Regions from separate parts of the Mus musculus genome. Here region 2 is linked to region 1. The links are chromatin contacts, called in public Hi-C maps. All regions are on one chromosome and are shown on one strand. Each heading gives the region's core, a stretch centred on a gene start, on an enhancer-like site or on the middle of the called end of the contact. The rest is flanking DNA. Distances are from core to core; before and after follow the strand shown.

Evidence for each region. Hi-C and Micro-C count contacts between places; a contact is called where the count stands out from the background.
Region 2: a contact with region 1 is called in a Hi-C map of bone marrow-derived macrophages, with 27 read pairs. The contact joins two enhancer-like sites. A contact is called at or near these places in 2 of 484 Hi-C or Micro-C datasets (LSK cells and bone marrow-derived macrophages) and 1 of 115 datasets of contacts at active chromatin or transcription factors (pancreatic cancer cells).

Annotation. Positions count from the first base shown.
Region 1 is chr11:119,636,877-119,643,799 of GRCm38.p6, reverse strand. All of the region lies in intron 1 of Rptor (regulatory associated protein of MTOR, complex 1), which reads right to left. Among named protein-coding and RNA genes, the nearest start is that of Rptor, 37 kb to the right of the region's middle. Within about 2 kb of position 3,634, at least 16 of the 459 cell types and tissues checked have an H3K27ac peak or open chromatin away from gene starts, as enhancers often do. A contact at or near this core is called in bone marrow-derived macrophages, where this site is marked.
Region 2 is chr11:119,986,079-119,992,809 of GRCm38.p6, reverse strand. All of the region lies in intron 6 of Baiap2 (brain-specific angiogenesis inhibitor 1-associated protein 2), which reads right to left. Among named protein-coding and RNA genes, the nearest start is that of Mir3065, 25 kb to the left of the region's middle. Within about 2 kb of position 3,514, at least 161 of the 459 cell types and tissues checked have an H3K27ac peak or open chromatin away from gene starts, as enhancers often do. A contact at or near this core is called in bone marrow-derived macrophages, where this site is marked.

The sequences.
Region 1 (6,923 bases), core at 2,385-4,884:
GTGTGCTTGTCACATAGCCATCTTTCCAGCCTGTTCCCTGAGTCCTCTGGGCAGGGACAGCGCATGGAAACCATCGGCCTCTGCAGAGTCAGCACCAGATAGATACCTGCACAATGACCCAGAGAAGATGGCTCCTCTGGAGTCCTGCCCGCCCCTGAGCCCTTCCTCCCCACAACAGTGGACTTGCCCTCTTTAGCAAGCTGTGGTAACTGGGAATGTCACGTGGTGTGTGGGCAAGACCTGCAAGGATGGTCTGTGGTCACACTGGGGACCAAGCTTCTGCTGAACACTCAGAACACACGAGTAAGTGTTGCCCCTTTTGCTTGGCTGAGTGGGTGACAAAGGCAGGTGACAACAGGTGAGAGGCAAGGGGAGGGGCGGAGGAAGAAGATGAGGAAGAGCACACATGCGGAGACAGTAAGCAAATGAGAGAAAGGAAGGCAACCTCAGGAGCACTGGTCCTCAAGTCCTCGGTAGGAAGCCTGGGCCTCCCCCACTGCCCACAGGGAAGTGGAGGCCCCGTTGGAAGGTGGCCTCTCAGGACTGCGCAGGTACAGTCATGGAACAGGATCTGAACCTATAGCTAAGGCTATCAACTGGTAACGGTCAGCTTGAAGTATCACTTAATGTTTTAATTGATGATGATCATCACCATCTGGCTGTCATGGAGCTAGCTCTGTAGTCCAGGCTGTCCTTGAACTTGCCTCTGCCTCGAGTGCTGGGATTAAAGGAAAGTGCCACCAACGCCTAGCTTAATTTTGTTTTTAAAAGTCTATTATTGTATAAAGCCTTTAATATATCTTTAAAAGAAACCAAAACTTAACTACCTTTCTTACATACACAGTTAATTCTCAACTTGCCACAGCCTAAAATCTCCTAAGAAAGGATCAACTGAAGAAATGTCTAGATCCGGCTGGCCTGGGGGGCAAGGGGAGTGTTGATTATTAATTGATTTGGAAAGACCCAGCCCACTGTAGCATTACCATTCCCTAGTCAGAAAGGTCCTGGACTATGTAAGACAGGAGAAAGTAAGATGCACGCAAGCAAAGCTGTGTTTACTCTCCCTGCTCTTGGCTGTGGTGTGTTGCGACTGCATTAAATTCTTAGGTTAGCTTCCTCCCAGTGATGGTCTGTAATGTGGAACCGTAAGCTAAATTGAAGTTGCTTTGATCAAGGTGTTTTATTACAGCAGCAGAACTACAACACCTCTACCAGGTATCTTTTCTCTCAGTGATACAAATATAGGCCAGATAAGACAAGGCTAAAGCAGATAAATGCAGGCTTGGTTTATTAGGCACCGCTGCCAGGCAGGTTCATCGGTCCCAAATAACAGGGCACCCTGGGCTAGGGCAGGAAGGTTTTATAGACCTCAGGCAGGAGTGATGACCTGTTAGCCAGGCGCTTGGGCTATCCGCAGCTACAGTACAAAGCTAAACCCCTGGGCAGGGACTTAGGTGGACTGGTTATGTCAGACTGTTGCATCCGTGCCAGCGAACTGGGCTTTTGGCACCAGTCCTTTGTTCAGAGTCTTCTCAGTGAAGGAAGGTTGGGGAAGGACAGATGGGGTTTTATAGGTTATACGGGGAGAGCAGTGGGATCCAGCCAAGCAACCTCCTTAAAAAGATCCACACGGACGCTCGCTCATGCACTGCTGCTTCACAGAACTCCATGGCTTGGCCTCCTCTTCCCTTGTCACCGTCCCTCTGCACTCACGTATCCTGCTGACAACTCCCAAACAAGAGCAAGCTTCTTGCCTTCATGCTGCCTGAGACACTGTTCACCATCTGCCTCACTGCTTCCTGACACCTGAATCAAGCCCAGTCACCTGCCCCATGCGTGGCCTATTCTTGCAATGCAAGGATGCTACAGAAAGATGGCACACTGTGGTACCCAGCCTGGACTCCATGACACTCATGTGCTGGTATAAAACCTGCTCTCCAGAGACTGTGACAAACACAGGCACACAAGAGCAACAACACTGTCTCCAGGAGGGCTGCAACTCAAGTCGGAGAAGCCTTGGTATCCCACGCACATGCCTAGGAAGAAAAGCTACTGTGCTAGGCAGGACATCCTGCACTGTGCCCACATCTTAGGCTGTGTGACACCCACTCTGATGGCCAGAAAGGAAGCAATGACTCTTGCAACTCTGTAACATCTGTAAATGTTCTAGAACTGCAGCATGAGAAACTAAAGCCAGAGAGATACAAGCGTGTTCCCCACACTGGCCAGAATGATGGAATAAAGTAAAACTCTACCTTATCCTGCAGGTCCATCTAAGATCCCACTGTGAGAATCAATTTCACTCTCTTCAGAACAGCTTCATGACCTCAAGATCCAAAGCAATGGAGAATATACAGGGGAGGGTGGCTGAAAATATGAAATATGAAATACTAAAGTAGTGCCTGGTTGACAGTGGTGACAAAGCTGACTGCACTGAAGCATCAGGTGTTTGTTTATACAGGACCAAGACAAACACACTTAAGATAGAGAGCATTGATTGCATCGCCAGCTCACTGTTTATATACCACCAGCTTACTATGGTCCATACTTAAAAAGGAAGAAAAAGAAAAAACGAAAGACAAAATCCATAGGGAAAAGAACAAAACACAAACAGGTGATTCCCCAAGAAGAAAGCTCAAGTGGGCAGCATCCACAAGGCCTGCCTGAAAGATCGCATGCAGCTCAAGGGATAAGAAGAGCTTTCCGTGCAGCCTCAAGGACCGGCAGGTACAGGGGCGCCCGAGGGCTGGAGCTTTCTGGACATGGAGCAGCTACCGATGCCTCGGGCGAAATTTCGTCAGCAACAGTTTGGCCTAGAAGAGTCCACACTGCACAGCTCCATTCCAGGAACAGCAACCACATACTGAGAGCCTATCTGCAAAGGTGCAGCTGCTCGGTGCAATGGTTCCTGAGAAAATAAACGTGCACCCGCAGGCCAGGCTACTGCACTTCCTAACAAAGAAATGAAAACTAACATTCAGAGAAAAAAGTACATAAGTGCTCGCAGCAGCTTTATTCATGACTGAAGCAACCCAAATGTCCTTCGGTGAATAAGCAGTTACACAACGGCAGTTTCATCTACGCCACAGACAATACTTGGCAATAAGAGGGACAAATGATGTGCAATGTGGATGAAACTCTGGGGAATTCAAGAGTGAAAAAGCCAACTGCAAAAAGTGAGATGCTACACCGCTCAGCTACACAACATTCTTGAAATGACAAACGACCCATGCCTGCCCAGCTGAGAAGCGTGTGCAACTGAGAACAAAGAGGGCTCTGGAGTGGATTGCCAATGTCTGTGTCAAGACCAGGGCTGTGACGCTATGGGACAGCTTTTGGCTTAAGGCTTTGGTTTGAGATGGTCTCATTGTATAGTTCACATTGGCCTGAATTCCCAATCTTCCTGCCTCGGCCCCATCAGTGCTGAGCTGCCCCCATAGCTGCTGCCACACTAGCTTCCCAGTCGAGAAGAAAGGTGCACAGGGTTTTCACTGTTGGTTAAACTGTATGACTCTCTAGCCATCTTAAATAAAAAGCTTATTTTAAAATAGAGAAGTGGTTGATCTTTCCTATTTGCATAGCTGTAAACTGAAGCATGATTAGTGACTAAGCCTGTGCCCAGTGACAACTTAGTGATGAGTGACAACTCCCAACACCAGAGCTCTGGCAGCATCAGTGAAATAGGGACCAAACTACAAGACACATTAACCACCGTCGGTAAAACATCACTCACTTCTTTTAAAGTCACTAGGCCGGGTACGGGAGAGTGTGATACCAGCACTGGGGGGAATGAGGCAAAATGGTCACAAATTTAGTTAATGTTATAAGACTCCTTTAAAAGAAGAAGAAAGGAGGAGGAGGAAGAGGAGGAAGAGGAGGAGGAAAAGGAAGAAGAGGAGGAGGAGGAAGAGGAGGAAGAGGAGGAGGAGGAGGAAGAAGAAGAAGAAGACAACGACGACGACAACGACCACCACCCTGCTCAACTGGTGTTTTGCTTAGCACCCACCTAAGAATGGATCACAACAGGAACAAGTTAGGAAACTTGAGAAGTCACAATGAGCCAGTTTAACACATCTCTGAAACTATCCCTAACCTAATGGTGACATTTCTGTTGCAGTGGGCAGCACACAGTCAGGCATCAAGAATCTGTCAACCCCACAGGCTTTTATTCTGCAGCCACAAAATTGTGTCATCAGCAGCCCAGCTCCTGGGGCAATTTTCTGCTTCTTTGCCTCTTCCATTCAAAGACTAGCTCATTATTTTGTTTAATGACTATTATCTAAATTTATGAAGACTGAGAAAATTACTTTAACTACTTTTGTAATGCAAATATATTTTATAGGTTCTTAATATTTAATTACAATTCATTGGTGCTCTCACTAAAGCAACTCCCAGGCAGCATTTAGTGTCGACACAGAACATCAGCTAGGGAAGTTCGGTTCTAGCCCATTACTTCACACAAAATTCTAAAGAATTCTAAAGTTTTTTCTTCCCCAATATATCTGCTACTTCTCTCAGTGAGAACAACTTAGCACACATCCGTGCGAGCTAGTGCGACTGTCTGACGGGGTGACACACATTTGCTGACTCCTCTGTGCCTTAGAGTGAGACAGCAATGCATATGGAAGTCAGTCAGGCGCTACCTGGAGCCAACGTGAACCACCCACTGCAGCTGCAGTGGCTTCTGGAAAGCTCCCTCCCCTACAGGAAGGTTGGCTCACCAAGCCCCAACTACATACAACACAGACATGCTGAACCCCCTTGCCTGCCTTCTGTAGCCAAGAGTTCTGGTACAAGCCAGGCAGAGATGTACCCATGACAAGCACCCAGCTAAGTCTCTAAGGAACCTTTTAGGGTGACCCCACTTCATGTGTGTGGCCCTAACTTACTGCTGGGAAGCTTTGAGCCGTTCTAGGTGACTACACGGGAAGAGCACCCTAGGAAGTTCATGGCTGACTTGCTGCATGACCTCACCATACACACCTGGTCCCCAGGCTGGTTTTATCCACCATCCTCTCACTAACAGTAAACCAGCCCACTGTGTCTTTAGGGAATCATCAAATCGAGGAATAAAGGGCTGAGAGGTCTTAGAAACTTGGATCCAACACCATAACTGTACAACAAGCAATAATCAACTTCCTCACCATCGCTCCTAAAACTCTTCAAAAGAGGCAGCAGCCCCAGCAATTACCAGCTTCCCACTCAGTGCACGTTAACGCTGATTACAAAGCACACCTGCCGCTAGATCTGACGCTCTGGGTAATGCACAGCTGTAGGACTACTCCTCATCTACTTCAATGTCTCCTTGATAGGTTTCTCTTGGCTTGACAAGAAGACAAATTAGATTTTAAATTATTTTCAATTTTACTCAACAGAGTCCATAGGTCAGATGGTCTGGGTAAAAGTGAAAGTATTCTTGTGGAATGAGATGTTTTCATGACAGGGAACGCAGTGACTATAGAGCTGGGGATGCAGTCTAGCTGGTAGAGTTAGTACGTACGAAACCTTGGGCTCAACCCCCAGCATCACACCCAAACCTGGTGTCACACTGCGCACCTGTTCAGGAGAATCAGAAATTCAAGTTCAGCCAGGTGGTGGCGGCTTTAATCCCAGTGCTTGGGAGGCAGAGGCAGGTGGATCTCTGTGCATTCCAGTCAAGCATGGTCTACATAGCAAGTTCCAGGACAGCCAAGGCTACACAGAGAAACCCTGCTTCGAACAATCTAGGGGAGGGGTAAGGAAAGGAGGGGAAAGAGAGAGAGGAATTCAAACCCATCCTCAGCTACATAACAAGCTCAGATACTATAAAATAAAGCAAGTGTGATGAGGGAAGGAGCAGCCAGCCTCCACTGTGGGGGCCGCACTCACCACACAGCATTGAAACCCAAGCACCCAAGTGTGGGAAGGAGCAGGCAAATGCCCCTCAGGACAGAACCCGAGACTTCAGCCATTTCCACAAAAGCAGTATGAGCTGCCAGGGACAGCAAAGGAGACCAAGCACATAGATGCAGCAGACCAGCAGCATGGCCACTAGAGGAGCCAGTGCCACTGCAGCGAGATGAGCAGGCTTGTATGCAGTGCATACAGCAAGCCATCCCACTCAGTGGTATGCAGCTACCATCCTGCTACTGAGCTGCTGCCCAGTGTGGACCATTCTCCGCCAACCTGCTGCTGACAAAACTCCGGAGGCAGCAGAGGCTGTTGGTCCATGCCCCGTGTCCAGGAGTCTGTAGCACTCATGGTCCTCCACGCCTTGCTGATACTGGGGTCACACTGGAAAGCTTTTCCCTCCCACAAGATGAATGTGTAGATCCACACACTATCGACTCTCATTTTCATTACTGAGTGAAAACAGCTGCTGAACAAAGTGTGCGTGACCATGGAGCTGCAACTTAAAGGGTCCTCAGAAAGGCAGTCAACAGAGCAGGCAGGCTTGCCTCTTACAGACCTCAAACACGCCCCAGCATCTTCAGACAGGAATGTTATAGAGGATTCTCTCACTCCAATAAGCTGTGTGAACTTCTAGGTTTTTAATTCCTTTTTTTTTTCTAGGTAAGAAGCAGTGAAAGAAGCAAAGGAAGCTCAAAGCCGGGAGGTGACCAGTCAGCAAACAGCTGCACAGCACATGCTCGATCAGCGGCACTCACCGAGAAAGGCAGGCAGGTGAGGTGTGCCTGTACCCAGTGCAGGGAGCTAGAGGCAGACGGTAGAGACAGCAGTTTCACGGGCCACATATCCTCAACTACTTGGCAAGTTCCATGTCAGTAAGATATCCTATCTCAATAAGTAAATATATACATATGGATAACACCTGAATATCAACATAGAGGATGTCCTCTGAAACACATACATACACCAAATACAAATTTGAAAGCAGCTCAAGCCAAGCATGGTAGTGCATGCCTATGATGTCAGTACTTAGG
Region 2 (6,731 bases), core at 2,265-4,764, 350 kb before region 1:
AAGCCTTAGATTGTTTCATGAATATCATATGCAGGTGAAGAGAGGCCTTCATCAAAGACATATGGATCACTATCCCTGGGATAGCATGTGCCTGGTGAGGGGTCTTCACCATAGAGCATGAACTGAAAAATGACCTATCCCTCGCCTTTTCATCTGGGTTATCTGGGTTTCACCTGGGCATCCAATCTGGGTGGCCTTGGGAGCCCCCTCAATCCTCAAGATACTCTGGGCTCAAGAGAGATATGTGGTCAAATGATTCCATAGGATTCTGAGAGCACTGCTTTCCCCAAGCCCCATCTAAAGACGCAATCCCTTTGAAGCCCCTGAGGTCACAGGTACTTCTCTGGCCACCAACAGCGGTCTTGTCCCAACTACTCTTGAGCTTCCTGGGGGAAACATAACCTACCCAGGAAGGTTCTTGTCAAAAAGCCCAGGACCAGTGCAACCTCCAGACCTGACTATCTATTCTGAATGTGCCAAGACAGAGGGGTAGGGGAATTCAGAGAGTCCAGGGATGTCAACTTCACAGGGACCAGGGAGAAGGTGGTATCAGGTGACATTTGGCAGTTGACATTTAGTGGGGATAGTCACAAACTGTAAAGATAAAGGGATTTTGGGGATGGGTGGATGTGCTGACACATACCATGAAGACAGACGTTCCAACTGGAAGTGTATAGCTCAGTGGTAGGCGCCTGCATAGCACAGGAGATGCCCTGGGCTCCACCTCAGCCTGGCACAGAGGTGTGTGCTGCACACCAGCATTCCCAGCACTCCTGAGGGTCTCCTCAGCGATATAGAGAATGAGGCTCACCTAGAATCCCTGAGATCTTGCCATTTTAAAACCAACCAACCTAAGAGAATGCTCCTGCCTCTGTGTTTGTTTCTGTTTGTCACTGCTGAATCCTTATCCACCTGCCTAGAGAACCCACATCCTAGGGACCCCCATACTTGGCTGGGGTGGTCCGTGGCAGTGACTTGTATCAGTTATATGTAGTTTACAATTTGAAAGAAAGCCTCAATCAATAGATAGAAGCCATCCACACCAACAGAAACCACTGGACAGAGCTATGCTATAAGAATGTGTGTGGAACTTGGTTTCATAGCTAAACCTTACTATGATAATCAAACTGCCCAAGTGTCAAGGAAGGGTCTATTTACACCCAGGTATACGCAGACGCCTCTCTAGTGCATCTCTTGCGCCCACCCCTCTTAGGCTGAACTCCCACCAGCCTGGAGCAGCTGTTGCAGAAGCGCTTCCTAAGGCGACTGTCTTCCAGCAGGGGGCAGGCCTGAGCTGCCAGGGTGCTCACAGCTGACTCACAGCCACCTCGGCGGAGCTCTGACTCAGCGTGGGTGGGCGGCTGAGCTGTGGGCGGCAGAGGGGGTTGGAGCAGGCTGTTCCCTTAGCATCTCCCCACACAAGGCTCAGCTGGAGGGACAGAAGAGGGGGAAGCCCAGCTGGGTGGGGGCTGGTCTCCACCGAGGCTATCGGTGCCAACTCTGCCTACCAGCCAGCACCAATCTCTCCAAGGTCAAGGCCTGCCATACTCACACCCTTGCCACCAAACCTACACAGATTGCTGCTTCTGCCCTGCAGCCCCACACTAAACTCCTGCCCTCCCCACTGACAGGACCAGTCTGAGAAGGCCTGAGAATAGGTCTTGGTCCTCTCAAGCGGCAGCAGGGCCCAGCCATAAGGTCTGCCAGGTGGGACTCAAGACAGTTATTGTAACAAGAGAAGTCAAAATAGCAGGTGAGAGTGGTGTTCCAGCCTGACAGTGGGTTCTGCTGCTGTGATGGGGGGGGGCGGGGGGGGCGCGTTCCCTCCTCCCTCTCTGATCCTCTTCTCTCTTCTCTCTCCTCCACAGCGTCAAGTACTTTTCCTTCGGTTATGCAACATGCGCCTACCAGGGCTTCCTGCTCCCTGAACCTCCCCTGCACTCCAGGGTCCTCTGGGAAGTAGGGGGTGGGGCACGAGTCTTGTTGCCCCCACAGGAGCTGTGCTGGGAGGACTCCAGGGAGTCTTGGAGGAGGCTCAGCCTGGGTGTGAGCTCCTTCCCAAGCTTTAGAGAAGAGTGGTGGGATGAGACCAGACATACTCTGGGTCAGGAAGGAGTGGGCTATTCTCCAGGAGAGGAGCACACCTGCCAGTCACCATATAGGGCTTAGCACTGGCCTCTTGGATCCCACTCATTCCATCCCAGGCATCAACTGTCTGGTGCTGGGGCTCTCTGGTCTTCAGGGCTGAACTAGGCTGTGAGTAGAGTTCCTCCTATGACTCCTGTTCCTCTGGCACAGGGATGGACACACGGACACACACACACACACACACACACACACGTACACACACACACGTACGTCTCAGCTTGGTGGCCAGCTAAGGAACAGTCAAGGTTCTGAAGGCTAGGGTGGACCCTTGCGCCACTGCCCTTTCCAGAGACTTCTCAAGGACAACAACAGGCAAAAGGGCTCAGCAGCAGAGTCTTACAAGCAGAGCCGAGGTGCTGTGACAGGAGAGAGAAGGTGCCAGTGATAATCTGCATCATTTCGTTATCTTGGGACTTCAGAAAAGAGGCACCACTTGGAACGGTCACCTAGGACATCAGCATAAACCAGGCCACAAGGCCCCCTGGGTCTCCTTGCCCTGAGAACAGCACCTTCCAAACTGAGGCCTGAAGCCAGCCCACCAGCAGCAGTTTCTGGGTTTGTAGGCTGCGCACTACCTTTACAGAGGCTTTCAGCTCCCTGGGGTACAGGGCACCGGTGTGGGGCCCGGCCTCATTAGCAGGGTCTGACAGCCTGAGTTAGGAGAGCATGGCGTCTTATTTTTAAGATTTCCATTTACTTATGCACCCCCAGGAATAAGTGTAACCTCACAGGTCACACTTCTGCACCTAGGGGTGGTCCATGAAAAGGGGAGGGGACAGAGCATCAGAGCAGTGCACTTAGAAGGACTTTAAAATCCCCAGCTTGAGGGGGGTGCAGCTAGAGCCCTGGACCACATACCAGCCTGGGATGGCATCACCAGCTTCAGCCTGACCTGGGAGAAGGTCCTAAGGCAGCAGGCAGCAGCACAGCGAAGCCTGCCATTGACATGTGGCTGCCACTTCTGTCTAGGAATAACAACCGACTTCCCTGACCTCCTTTTCCAGGCCACCGGCTCCTCTCAGACAGCCCACAATTTTGCCAGGAAGATCCTGGAAATCTGGACCAAGTGAAGTGTCAACATGCAAGGGAGACAGCAGAGGACAGGGGATGGGTGGTGTGAGCCTGCAGGGGTCTAGTCTCCTCATCACTGGAGTGAGCCGAGCACTCCAGTGTGATGCGACGGCTACACTTTCCGGAGAGCAGAGTAGAAAACACGACCCGGGCCTGCACTGCCAGTACCTTGGCATCGGGCCATTTAAAATGGCATAAAGCCTGTCCCCCAGTGGCCAGGTTCCTGCTGTCCCCACCCACCCCACATTGCCTCACAGCTCCTTGCTTAGCTGGGTGCTATGGAAACAGCACTATAGAAACGCCCAACTGAAAGCATTTAAGACCCACAGAAACAACGCTCCCACTTAGTCACCCAGCACAACAGCCCTGTAATCTGAGAAGACAGAAGTGATTGGAAAGTGTGTCTCCTCTGCTCCAGAGCCAGCCGGTGACTCAGAGCAGGAAAGGATGTTCCAGAAAAATCCACTGACCACTGAGGCGCCCCCATAACTGTCAAACCCCTGGGCTGCCCAAGGTCCCCTCCAGCTTATGAATGAGTTCATGAGGCTTGGTCCCACTGTTAGCACTTGGGTAATGACTCCTTCCCAAGGAGGGAGACAACTCAGAAGCTACGCTATGCTGGGAGGGGTGGGGGTGGGGAACAGCAAGCACCTCGAGTTCCATGTTGTCTGAAGTCACTGGGGACCTGAAGCCATGGAAAGACCTTCTCTAGTCTGAAGGGCCTGGCACCCAGGGAAATGTAGGAGACAGCAGATGTTGCTCATGGGTGGACAGGGTTGGCTGGTGTTTCTGTGCTCAAAGGCTGGCAGATGGCAAGACTGGCTATTCAAGTACAAGGAGCACTGCTACAGACTAAAATGTCCCCGAAAGTTAATGTGTCAGAAACTCAATCTTCAAAACCACCTGCCGACAGAACCAGGTAGACTCAAGCGAGGGCTGCCCCCGGGAGGTCCCCGGAGCTAGGTGTGGTTAGGGGTGTCCCCAGGACAGCATGAGTAGCTTCTTAAGGACAGGACCTGGCAGTCTTCCTCATCTGACCATGTGATGCTGACCATGTGAGACCTCACTGGAGGCCAGGCCTGTACTTGGCTGACTCTGAGATCCAGAGCTAACAAGACCTTCTGCCCTGTGTGCTGGGGTGAGGGCACATCGCCTGCACCACATCACACCCTGGGCGGACCAGCCTCTGCTATTATATGCTGTGAAGATCTCAGCTCTGGTTATTTTGTGTTTGCTTTGTTAATTACACAGCCCTTTAAATAGAAATGAATTGCTCCCTCTCTCAGGCCCTTAGAACAGGCAAATCCCACAAAGGTACACAAATGAAGACTCCAGAGGTGCCAAAGCCACCGGAGCGGCCCCTGTGTCATGGTGAATAGACACCCAGTTACCTAGTCTTGGGAATCCTCGTGGGGGTACAGTGAACACGGCATCAGCACCCTCTAAGGCAGGCACCTGTCCAGAACATGGACTACTTCCTCTTGTAAAACAGCCAGCCCTTCCCCTTTCATGTCCTCTCAGAGAGGACCGAGGACAGCTTTCCTGCAGAGAACCTGGCATGTTTTCTGCCAACAGTAGGTCCGTGTACGGACAGTGGGTCAGGCAGAGCCACTAGAGCCTTCCACAGGGTCACATTGATTTCAGAGTGATCTTGACTGGAGTGAGGCCTGCCTACCAACTTTCAGCTGATTTTCTCTGGGCTCTTACCTTTTGGGGGCTCCAGCATGAAGCTGTGCCTCAGCTGCCTCTCCGTTAGCACCCGGAATGAGTGCAAGGGTAGGGAGAGGCAAGCTGCTCTCCAAGCCCAGACACACCTAAGGTCATCGCATTGGCAGGCCCCCCTTTCTATGTCTCCTAATGCCCCGCTTCCTCACACTCTACTCTGGAGGGTGAGGGCCAGTTAAGTGGGGAGATGGCAAGCCACACAGCAGGAAAAGCAAAGGCAGTGTGACACTCTCAGAAGACTGTCATTTGCAGACAGCCTCCTACCTGTGCCTGCCTGTCTTGTTCTAATAAGAGCTAGGTTGGGGGAGGAGTCAAATAGGACAAAACCAGAAAAAAAAAATCAGACTGGAGCACAATGGCACACCCAGCTCTACCCAGGGTGCTGGGTATGGGCTGCTCAGGATCGACGTGGTGGAAGGGCGGGAGGGCGGCATCAGCATAGCCACCTAGTCTCTGCTTAGGTGTCCCCAGAATACCAGCTGGCTGGGCAGCTAGCTGCTACCATTACCGGAGGCCAGCATGACCACTCAGGTCCACCTCATCCCTGGGGGAGGGAGGAGGACAAAGGCTGACAGAAGATATCTAGGCACCTCTCATACTCTGGGGCTGCTCTCCCCAACTTACCACAGGGTGGCTGAGTCATGGGTGCCCCCCCCCCCCGCCATTAAGAGGAAAGTGAGAGTCTGGTTTGCCCTGAAGCCTCAGTGTGGCTTTTACTTTTCATTTTCCAAGAGGATTCTAAAGGGATGACCACATCCCTCAGTTTCTGAGCTTGGGACAGAGGCCACACTGCAGCCATCGCATGTCCACTGCTCCCCAGGAGAGCACCTTTCCCGACTCATGTGTGCAGGTGCTTCCCGACGCCAGCCAGGCAACCCTGTGGTGACAGAATGTGTTGGAGGGGAGGCCATGTCAGGGCAGTACCCATGGGCGGTGAGTGATGGATCTCAGAACTTCCCTTTTCACATAAAACCACCCGCCCCAGTTAGTGCCCCAAGTACTTCTAAGCTCCCATTCTCTGACCTATAATTAAAATTAGTTTTCTGTGGAACTCTCAACATGGAAGCTTAGTTCTGAGCAGTTCTTAACCGTGATTGGCTGAGTCCATCCCTGAGCCCAGGTAGCCACCACCTGCAAACCTGGACAGTGCTGCTGCTGGTGCCTGTCTCCTCCCCACTCTGGTTCATCTGACAACCTCACATCTCCCTAGCCCCAAGCTGCTCCATCTCCTACAACCTTGGTCTTCCATGACCACCCTTCCAGTAAACAGGCTGACTGTCCTCAGTCCAGCTTGGGGCAAAGGTCTGGCCACTGTCCTAAGTGGTTCAGCCTCGGCAGAGCCCAGAAGCAGGAAGACAGTGGGGGAGGTCAGCACCCCTGAAGGCTTGTCACCGTGAGTTCCAGAGGCCCATCCCCCTGACATTCAGCATCCGCGGGCTCTCCCTGTCAATTCCTTCCTAAGAACTTTGAGAACGCATCCCCATGCTGTTGAGGAAGTGTCTGAGCACCAACCATTCAGTGGCCCTATTCCCAACAGATCAGTGGGACTAGGTCTTGAGACACACTGTTCACTTCTCAGGGTCATGTGAAGAAGGGAACCATGTTTAGTGAGCACAACCTAAGGGCAACAATGTGCATACCAGGGCTGCTGGGATTGAGCTAGCCAAATACACTCACCTCTTCCTCCAGTGGCAGCTGTTGTTAGGCTCCAGGCTCTGGAAAGGCTCATAGATCCCAAGCGGGACCTCTGTGCCTGTCACAGCATGTCCTCCACACAGATGTCCATC